Regions from separate parts of the Danio rerio genome. Here region 2 is linked to region 1. A link is a contact called in public HiChIP or PLAC-seq data. All regions are on one chromosome and are shown on one strand. Each heading gives the region's core, a stretch centred on a gene start, on an enhancer-like site or on the middle of the called end of the contact. The rest is flanking DNA. Distances are from core to core; before and after follow the strand shown.

Evidence for each region. HiChIP or PLAC-seq counts read pairs in DNA pulled down with a chosen protein or histone mark.
Region 2: a contact with region 1 is called in an H3K4me3 HiChIP or PLAC-seq map of embryo, with 3 times the contacts expected there. The contact joins the promoter of fbxw7 here to the enhancer-like site in region 1. A contact is called at or near these places in 3 of 18 Hi-C or Micro-C datasets (embryo, hematopoietic stem cells and an unstated tissue) and 3 of 4 datasets of contacts at active chromatin or transcription factors (caudal fin, embryo and gastrula embryo).

The regions. Positions count from the first base shown.
Region 1 is chr1:26,715,356-26,719,640 of GRCz12tu, forward strand. The region is part of intron 1 of fbxw7 (F-box and WD repeat domain containing 7); the gene reads right to left. Among named protein-coding and RNA genes, the nearest start is that of fbxw7, 47 kb to the right of the region's middle. Within about 2 kb of position 1,931, at least 13 of the 62 cell types and tissues checked have an H3K27ac peak or open chromatin away from gene starts, as enhancers often do. A contact at or near this core is called in caudal fin, where this site is marked.
Region 2 is chr1:26,762,032-26,766,316 of GRCz12tu, forward strand. It overlaps fbxw7 (F-box and WD repeat domain containing 7), which reads right to left and starts at 2,123. Exons shown (of 13, transcript XM_073951515.1): 1 at 1,681-2,123.

The sequences.
Region 1 (4,285 bases), core at 681-3,180:
GGGTTGCAGTAATTTCATCAATCTATGGAATCAGCTTTAAGACTAAACAAGTTCAAGTCCAAATGCTGGTTAAGGTTAAAGAAATATGCAATAGTTTTTAAGAAAACAAGTCCACCAAGGGTCAGTTTATTGAAACCATTGTTATGTATTTCCTTAAAGAAAGGTTTCCAGATATTAACTCCCTCACTATAAGGTTTCACATCCAGCTCACTTTAGATCTTCACTCAAACAAACCCTTAGCAGGTAGTGAGGGTGCAGCAGAAGGATGGGAAATGGGGTGAAATAACAAACAGTTCCTGTAAGAGGATGATATCTGTAGCATAAGGTTTCTTTATTAGACATGAGGATCTTTGTGCTACTATATAAAGAGGATACACAGGACATACATGGATGCACAAAGCATTAAACATGGCGTCAAGCCTTGACATGGAGAGCTGAGAATTTGATCCACTCAGACCCAGTAAGCCATGTGTAAGGGAAGCTACTGAGCTGTGAGTACCTTGAGAAACTATCGATTTGACATGGTAAAGGATTACTGAAGTGGTTAAATGTATGGTCCCATTTACAACTTTTGTTAATTTGTGTATTTGTTTAACCAGGAACAAGTAGACAATGCTATGACAGGTGAAAATTGGATCTCTATGATTTTAAGTGTATCCTCTTTAAAAAAAACAGAGGTAGCTGAAATTACATTTCACCAGGCATTGTGTGGTCGAAAGCATTTGAAACTGACAAAGACCATAGATTGATTTACCCAAAAATAAGAATTCCCATATCATTTACTCACTCTCAAAGGATTCTAAACTTGATGTTTTTTTAAAACTAAACTAAACTTGATGGATTCTAAACTTATTATTTTTTCTTCAGTTGAACACAACAAAATATTCTCAAGCGTTTTGGAAAGCTTTCCAACATTCTTTACTATATCTTTGTTCAACAGTAAAACTCAAACAGGTTTGGAATGAGTGAAGGGAGCGAAACTCTGTCAGAATTTTCAGTTTCGAGGTGAACCATCCTTTAACACTCAACCTACTGGCCTAATTTTTAAAACATCCCAGAATCTGTTCTCACAGAACTGCCCTGTTTCTGTTGTCCCCTTTCACTTTCATAGGCAAATCACACAAGCTTATTTCACAATATTATAATGAGAAATGTCAGAAACATAGATGCACTCATAGCCCCTTACCTCAAAGAAATCTGGAAAGTGGACAAAGAGATGGATTAAAAATCTGTGAACGTATCCTCATCAACTTTTGATCCTATTTGAAAAACAGTGCAGGCAAGTCTGTGGTATAATAACACCACTAACTTAAACTACTGTCAAAATCTGGTAGTGGGCCAAAATAAAAATCAATTCATAGCACTAAAACGTTTTAAATTACACTAAAAGACCAAATATTATACTGCAAGATTTGAAACAATAAAAAAACTAAGCAAATTCCTTCACACCAATTTGAAAATCGCACAATACCATCTGTCTGACAAGGTGTCACTGTCCATATCTAGAGCAAACTTGTTCTCAGTGCTGGCACGGCTACACCTGGAAGTGAATCAAGAGGAGTGCGAGGAGAAAAGCATTCATAAATCATAGCAGGAATGCACTCGCGTTTCCTCCGCCCGTCCTGCTCCTCTTCAGAGGTGTTAGAACTCTGGTTCAAGGCAGCCAGGGCATGTTTTTCTCATAAGACTGTTTGGGTTGTGGTGGGGTGGGGTACCTGATCTGAAATCAGCACAGTAGGGGAGCTTTTATTAGGAGCAGACTAAACCTGACAGTGTGTGTGTGTGTGTGTGTGTGTGTGTGTGTGTGTGTGTGTGTGTAATGATATAAAGTCAAGCGATGTGTACCCATGGCAGAGCTCCACCATGAGGCCCACCGCAGAGATCCCTACGGCTGGGCTCAGGTTACAGTGTGTTCAGGTTCAGATAGTGACGGGCAGGGCCAGCGAACATCTACTCCAGTTACAGAGAAAAAATGTGGTACAAAGTGAGAGAGACAAAAGAGAGAGGGAGGGAGAGGAGGAATTCCAGAGATGATACAACTCCTGCTTCTCAATTCTCCTTTGAGGTAAAACTCTTACAAATCTATCATAATTCAATGTGCATAAACAAGAGCTATGCTGTGGACTATGTAGAGTTATCAACAACAGAATCAGTCAAAACTCACAAGGGTTTTTGAACAGGAAATATTTATTGATCCATGCTGCAGATATTGCTATAATTTATTATTCGCTTTCATAAGGAGTTGTTCAATTTAGCTTCCCGTTTCATTTCTGACTTTTACAGTGTTTATTTTTTGAGAAATAGGCCTGCACAACATATCGTTTCAGCATTGATATTACAATGTGATCATTCGCAATAGTCACACTACAGGATATGCAATGTTAACTTTGTATTAAAATTTATCATTTGCATGTGTTTTTTAATGCCTGTGACTGTATACTGATTTTAAAAACGTTCAATTAAAAGGAATTGTACTATTTGTGACCTTAAATACGATTCATTTTATTGAAATTCTATTTTTATCATTCAGTTTCTGTACTTAAATACCATTAGACTGTTAGATTGTCAATTATGTAGGGCTGCAACAACGAATTGAATAAATCGACTATCAAACAGTTGCGTCACTAAAGTAACTATAAAGCCCCCTCTATTCTTCTCCAAGTTCACTATATTTGTGCGTATTTTGAGTATAACTTTGTGCTGAATCCTGTGTATTCTGCTTTTATGAATGAGGTATATGCGCAGTTGCAAGTAAACATGGCGATGCCCATTTCAAATTTTAGATCACGATCAAGATCATTAACTGTCTTTTAAACAACATAATACACTCACACGTTTTGTGAATTGGAATATCAAGCAGTTGATGACATGAGCAAGCGTGTGAATATTTTACATTTAAACGAAAAAACTAAATAAAAGAGATTTGTCAAACAGCGCTATTGTGGCTGCTAAAAAAAATAAATAAATAAAATAAAAAAAAAACAAGTAAACAGTAGTAAACAACAGTCGCGCCAACTACCTAAAAAAAAAAATTCTTAAAATCAAGATTAGACAAGAAAAATGGCATGAGAAAATCAAGTGCTTAAAACTTAAAACTTCTGTTTGAGATCTCATTAAGATTTATTTTTCTTACGCCATTGGTAAATGTTTTTGTTTGTTTTTAAGCAAACAATCACCTAATTTTTAGGTGTTTTTTCAGAAAACAAGACATTTCTTATGCTATTTCATGTGTCTTGTATGCAGATTCTGATAAGATTCTGACAGTATGATAACCTTGGATAAAAATATCACCGTATCACAGTATTGTGATCACTGCTTTAAAATATCTTTTTAAATGTCTGAGTAAAAAAAAAAAACACTATATTCTATTTTTGAAAGATTTATGATATTTGAGCAGTAAACACAAATCTTGATTTAAGATTTTTTTAGATATTTTGATTGAAAACAAAACTTTAGACAGTTTTTTTATCATTATTATTATTATAAGAGCTCAGGGATGTTTAAGGAGCAATATGTTTGTGTACTGTCTAAAGATTGTAGTTCTGTTTTAGAATAAAGGGTTGGAAATTAATGCCTTTATTGTTTTTGATTTTTTTTATCAGATTTAAAAAAAATTTAAAACAATAAAAAATTTGACAGATTAATCGATTATTAAAATAGTTATTGGTTGCAGCCCTACATGTATGAAAATACTCACAACTCGCACAAATACAGGAGTGCACTGCAAATAGCACAAACTACAACAAAAACATGTCGGGAACCCCAAAAAGTTTAGAAATAGTTTATAAGATTTAAGGAGATGCAAATAGTAAACATTAATTCATCAATCTCTTGCCTAAACGTGCATGAAAATACTCAACACATGCAATTACAGAAATCACACTACAAATAGCACAAAAAAAACAACAAAAATGTGTCAGAGGACCCCAAAAACTGTATAGATTGTTTATTAGATTTTATGGAGATGCAGTCCCACTGCAGAATCATCAAAATTGATCTAACATTATGAATTCCTTACCAAAAAGAGATATGAAGTCATACGGTGGAATAAAAGTATTCATATCACAATAATCACAAAATAAAAAAAACATTGCAATGTTAGAATTTTCCAATATTGTGCAGCCCTAATGAAAACCGACACCTAAACCAAAATATTGTTGTTTCTAATCTGCACACCCATACTAAACACCATTGTAAAGAGGATTTCAAAAGCAAAACCTTTCCTGCATATTATGTTCACATCTATTTGCATATCCCTAATATTAATAGCAACCTCTACAGTATG
Region 2 (4,285 bases), core at 873-3,372, 47 kb after region 1:
GACATTTCACCTGATGTTTAACTTCATGACAGGTGAAATAACTACTGAAAACTAAAGACTAGACTTTTTTTTTTACTCGCAAACTGACCTCTGCCTGTTCTCTAGAGAAACTTCTCCCCCTCCTTCTTCCAAGTAACTTTATTTGACAACAGATATTACATAAACACATGGAGCAATCGATGGCAATACAAACCCTGTGAAACGAGTTACATAATATTACAGATGATGCTGAAATTTTCAAGCGCAAAACCCCGAAATTAACGAGAAGAGCTATTCTTGCATATTTTTAAATGAAAATACTATAGGGTTGCTCAATGCTTATGAAACTTAAGTTGTTATCTTTCGGTGCTCAAGAAGTTATACCCATGTGTTCATAGTAGAAGTTGTTTTCATGCATTTAGCATCCTGAGGTTTTACAGATCATTAAGAAGTTCTCAGTACTGTTACGAAGCTGAAATGTGATTAATTAACTCAATCAATAGTTTCAGAGAAAAAAACGCACCTGTATCACAAATAACAAACTTGTATCGACTTCAAGTCGGTGCTAACATGTGCTTATCTCGCGCCGTGCACGCGCTGCACATAAATCTATACAAATTACGAATTTCATACTCACAACGTCCCACACCGGCTAACATTTCTTTAAAATGACTATTACAAAGGAGAAACTGTTTACGGATATTGGCGGGTACTTCACGTGGATTTAAACCCCTTATGGGAGGCAACGGTGGCAAAAGGCTGAACGTCGATTGTTAGCCGGCTATGCTAATATGCTAGGCTAACCGCTATCAGATGTTTCAAGTGCCCTTGATGACACGGTCACAAAATAGAACACTTTTTCATATAAATGGCAGTGTAGTGGACAAACGTATAAACGTATTCGTAAGACACTGTGTTTCGATTGTCCAGTTGCGGGTGTGCTAATAGTGTTAGCCTAAGCTAAACATCCTCTTGCTAACCGGCTAAATAACAGAAGAACAATCTATAACAAACGGAATAATAATATTAAGGATGCATTGATGATTATTAGTTGTCTAAAACGTAAACGGACCATAAATTGTAGATAGACACCGTATAAATGATGTTGTAAAGTCGTGGAATGCATAGCTGTTATAAGGCAACGGAATTAAGCCTTTTCGTCTGCTGTGAAGTTGTATTTCCAAACAATGTTTTATTTTTACGTAGTGCAAATACATTAAATTTAGGTCAAGTCCGTACACAAACTAATGAAATCAATCAGACATGGAAAATAAATAAATACTGTGGCTGTATTACACATTCTGTAACGTTATTAGGTTTGTTTGCTGCAGCTACAAAAGTCTAGCAAAAACTGTTTTAAAGTGTCCCATTTCGGAAATGGGTTAAGGTTAAAATAATTAAGTAACTTAACATTACAACAGTTTCACGCGAGTCATTTCTCGGTGTTATTTCGCGGTGTAATTTTAAATGCCAGGCAACCTGCTACACTAACGTCACACACCATTGCATTGAAAATGGGAATTAAAATACTATATAAACCTGAAAAGGCCATGCATTCCGTTCTATATGCCCAATACCTCCACGAGGTAGTGTAGTGAAGCTGATCACATGGCCCTTTACTTTAAATATCAGCCTTGCATGGTCAAGTTTGCCTGCCTGCAAAACACTGAGTTTAACCAAGAGACAAACGCAAGTATTTACCCTGGAAACTGGTGGAAAGGCGAAGGGGGAAAGCTCCTATGTGCAAACGAACGGTTAGTTTCCTCAGATATCCAATCCAGAATTCGGTTAGGATAAACCGGTCTCCCCTCTTCTCCTCTCCGGCTTGCCCGAACGCAAGATGAAACGATCCTCTGAAAACGAGCTGAAGTTTTACAAGCACAAACCAAACATTTTCATCCGCCGAAATAAAGTCTGAGCGTCATTCGCACCCTTCGGAGCCCTGCATCAGGGAGAGCTGAAATTTCTTCGTTATCTTCTGCAAAAACTCAGATCCCCCATAGAATAATATGTGACCGATCTGAGAAAGCAAGGGATGCGGCACGCGACTCCGATGCTGCTCCGTTAAAGCGCGATCGCCTTTATCCAACCGATTCCTGTACGACTCCCTGTCCACGGATGATAGCGTCACGGTGTCGTCCAATAACGTCACCCTTGCTCGCGTCGCTTAAATAAGACGCATTTACGTCGCCCATGCATGCGAGTTTAATTTTAAATGGCTTGGATTTATTTTAACTTGAATGTTTTTTGTATATTACATTTGTATCTTTGTATATTATTTTGTGTTGAGCCTTCCATATATGACACACAAGTTGTAAAGTTGAATCCCATTTTGTTGTATTTGGATTTTGTATTTACAATAAAAAAATAAAAATAATTCATTTTAAATGGCTTGTTTTTAATTATTAGTTAATTAAATGATTTATTTATTTATCAGTATTTTTTTATTATTAAGTTTGTCTCGTTTGTCATTGCAGGGGAGGCAAAATGAAAAATTAAATTAAATATTAAGTGTAACACATTAAGTAATAATAAAAAGAAAATATAAAAGGTAACATTCACGTCTAATAAATAACATATATTGTGTTGCATTATAAATCATTCAAATTATTAACATGTTTTACTGTATTTTTTTCTCATATTTGTTTATTATTCGCATGTTTAATGAATCGGTGATTATGTATCTATTTATGTATGTTTACGCACTTTAGTCAAAGCCTTACTTAAAACAATAATGCCTAATCAGTCAAACTATGTACACCTTTTTGATTGTGTACTTGTCCATCATGTGTCTACATGTGTGTAATGTGTGTTTTTCTTAACATATTTATTATTTTTCAAATTTTTTTTGCCTTTATTACTGTCAACATTGATAATAGTATATTGTTTTGTTCTTTGTAGTATGTTATGTGTTGTATTTTGCACGGTCTGTATTGTGTTTGTAGTACACATGCTGCTGATGATGTGACAATAAAAGAGATTTGATTTGATTTGATATTTACCAAAAGGTCACATCATACATATAAATTAATTAATTAATTAATCTTTTGACCGTTTATTTCATTTACCAAAAAAGCAAATAACAGCCTATTTGCATAAACAAACAAAAAACAAACAAATATTTAATGTTTATTCATTACATTATTCATTAAAATGTTTATTCATTCATTTTCTTTTCGGCTTAGTCCCTTTATTCCTCAGGGGCTGCCACAGCTGAACCAACTTACGCAACTTATCCAGCATATGTTTTACGCAGCGGATGCCTTTCCAGCTGCAAGCCAGTACCGGGAGACATCCATACAAACTCATTCACTGCAGACAATTTAGCTTACCCAATTCACCTGTACCACATGTCTTTGGGCTTGTGGGGGAAACCAGAGCACCCGGAGAAAACCCACACCAAAAAATGCAAACTCCACACAGAAATGCCAACTGACCCAGCCGAGGCTCCAACCAGCAACCTTTTTGCTGTGAGGCAACAGCGCTACCAACTGTGCCACCACACTGCCCTTTATTCATTTAGTTTTTATTTAAAGAACAACAGAATACAACCTTTTACTGTGAAAAAATACAAATGCCTGGGGAGGTAAGTATGAATAAAGTATAAACACACAATCATGCAAATGAATGAAATACATTATAACAATTATATATTTTTAAAGTGTCTGGGACTTTCTTGTTTAAACAGTCTCTGATACTGGTAATATGTAAGCAGATTTCAGTCAACAAGACTATAAAATTAGATTTCCTATTAGTGAATTTACATTTCTGAATGTAAAATTGGGTTAGCAGAATTTAATTAAATAAAAACAGTCGTTCTCCTGGTTAGGATAGTCAGTAAAACCCAAAATTTTCCTATAACAATGATAAATGTTTTCAACAATGAACATTATTATTAATACATTTTCGAGCCTCACTATAATATGGAGTCTGTGCAATAGCAAAATAAATGTAAAGCAGTCTCCTGCTATTCGTGGCAAAAATTACCATATATCAATACAATTTTTACTTTTATGTAAATAAAGTTTTGCTGAATAAAATCTGTGAATAAGTTTATAGGATATTTATTTCGTTTTATTTCTCACATGATATTTCTGTGGTTAACAGTCATACTTTTCTCTTCTTTTAAATTGTGTTCTGTCATGTAGACTTAGTAGTAGTGCCAACCAAAGCTCAAAGGGATTTACTCTTTGTTATTATTTGTTGTTTTTGTCATTGTACAGAATATATACACTTACTGTATATAGGGCTTAGTGGTGTCACTGTCGCCTCACAGCAAGGTCGATGGTTCAAGTCCCAACTGGAT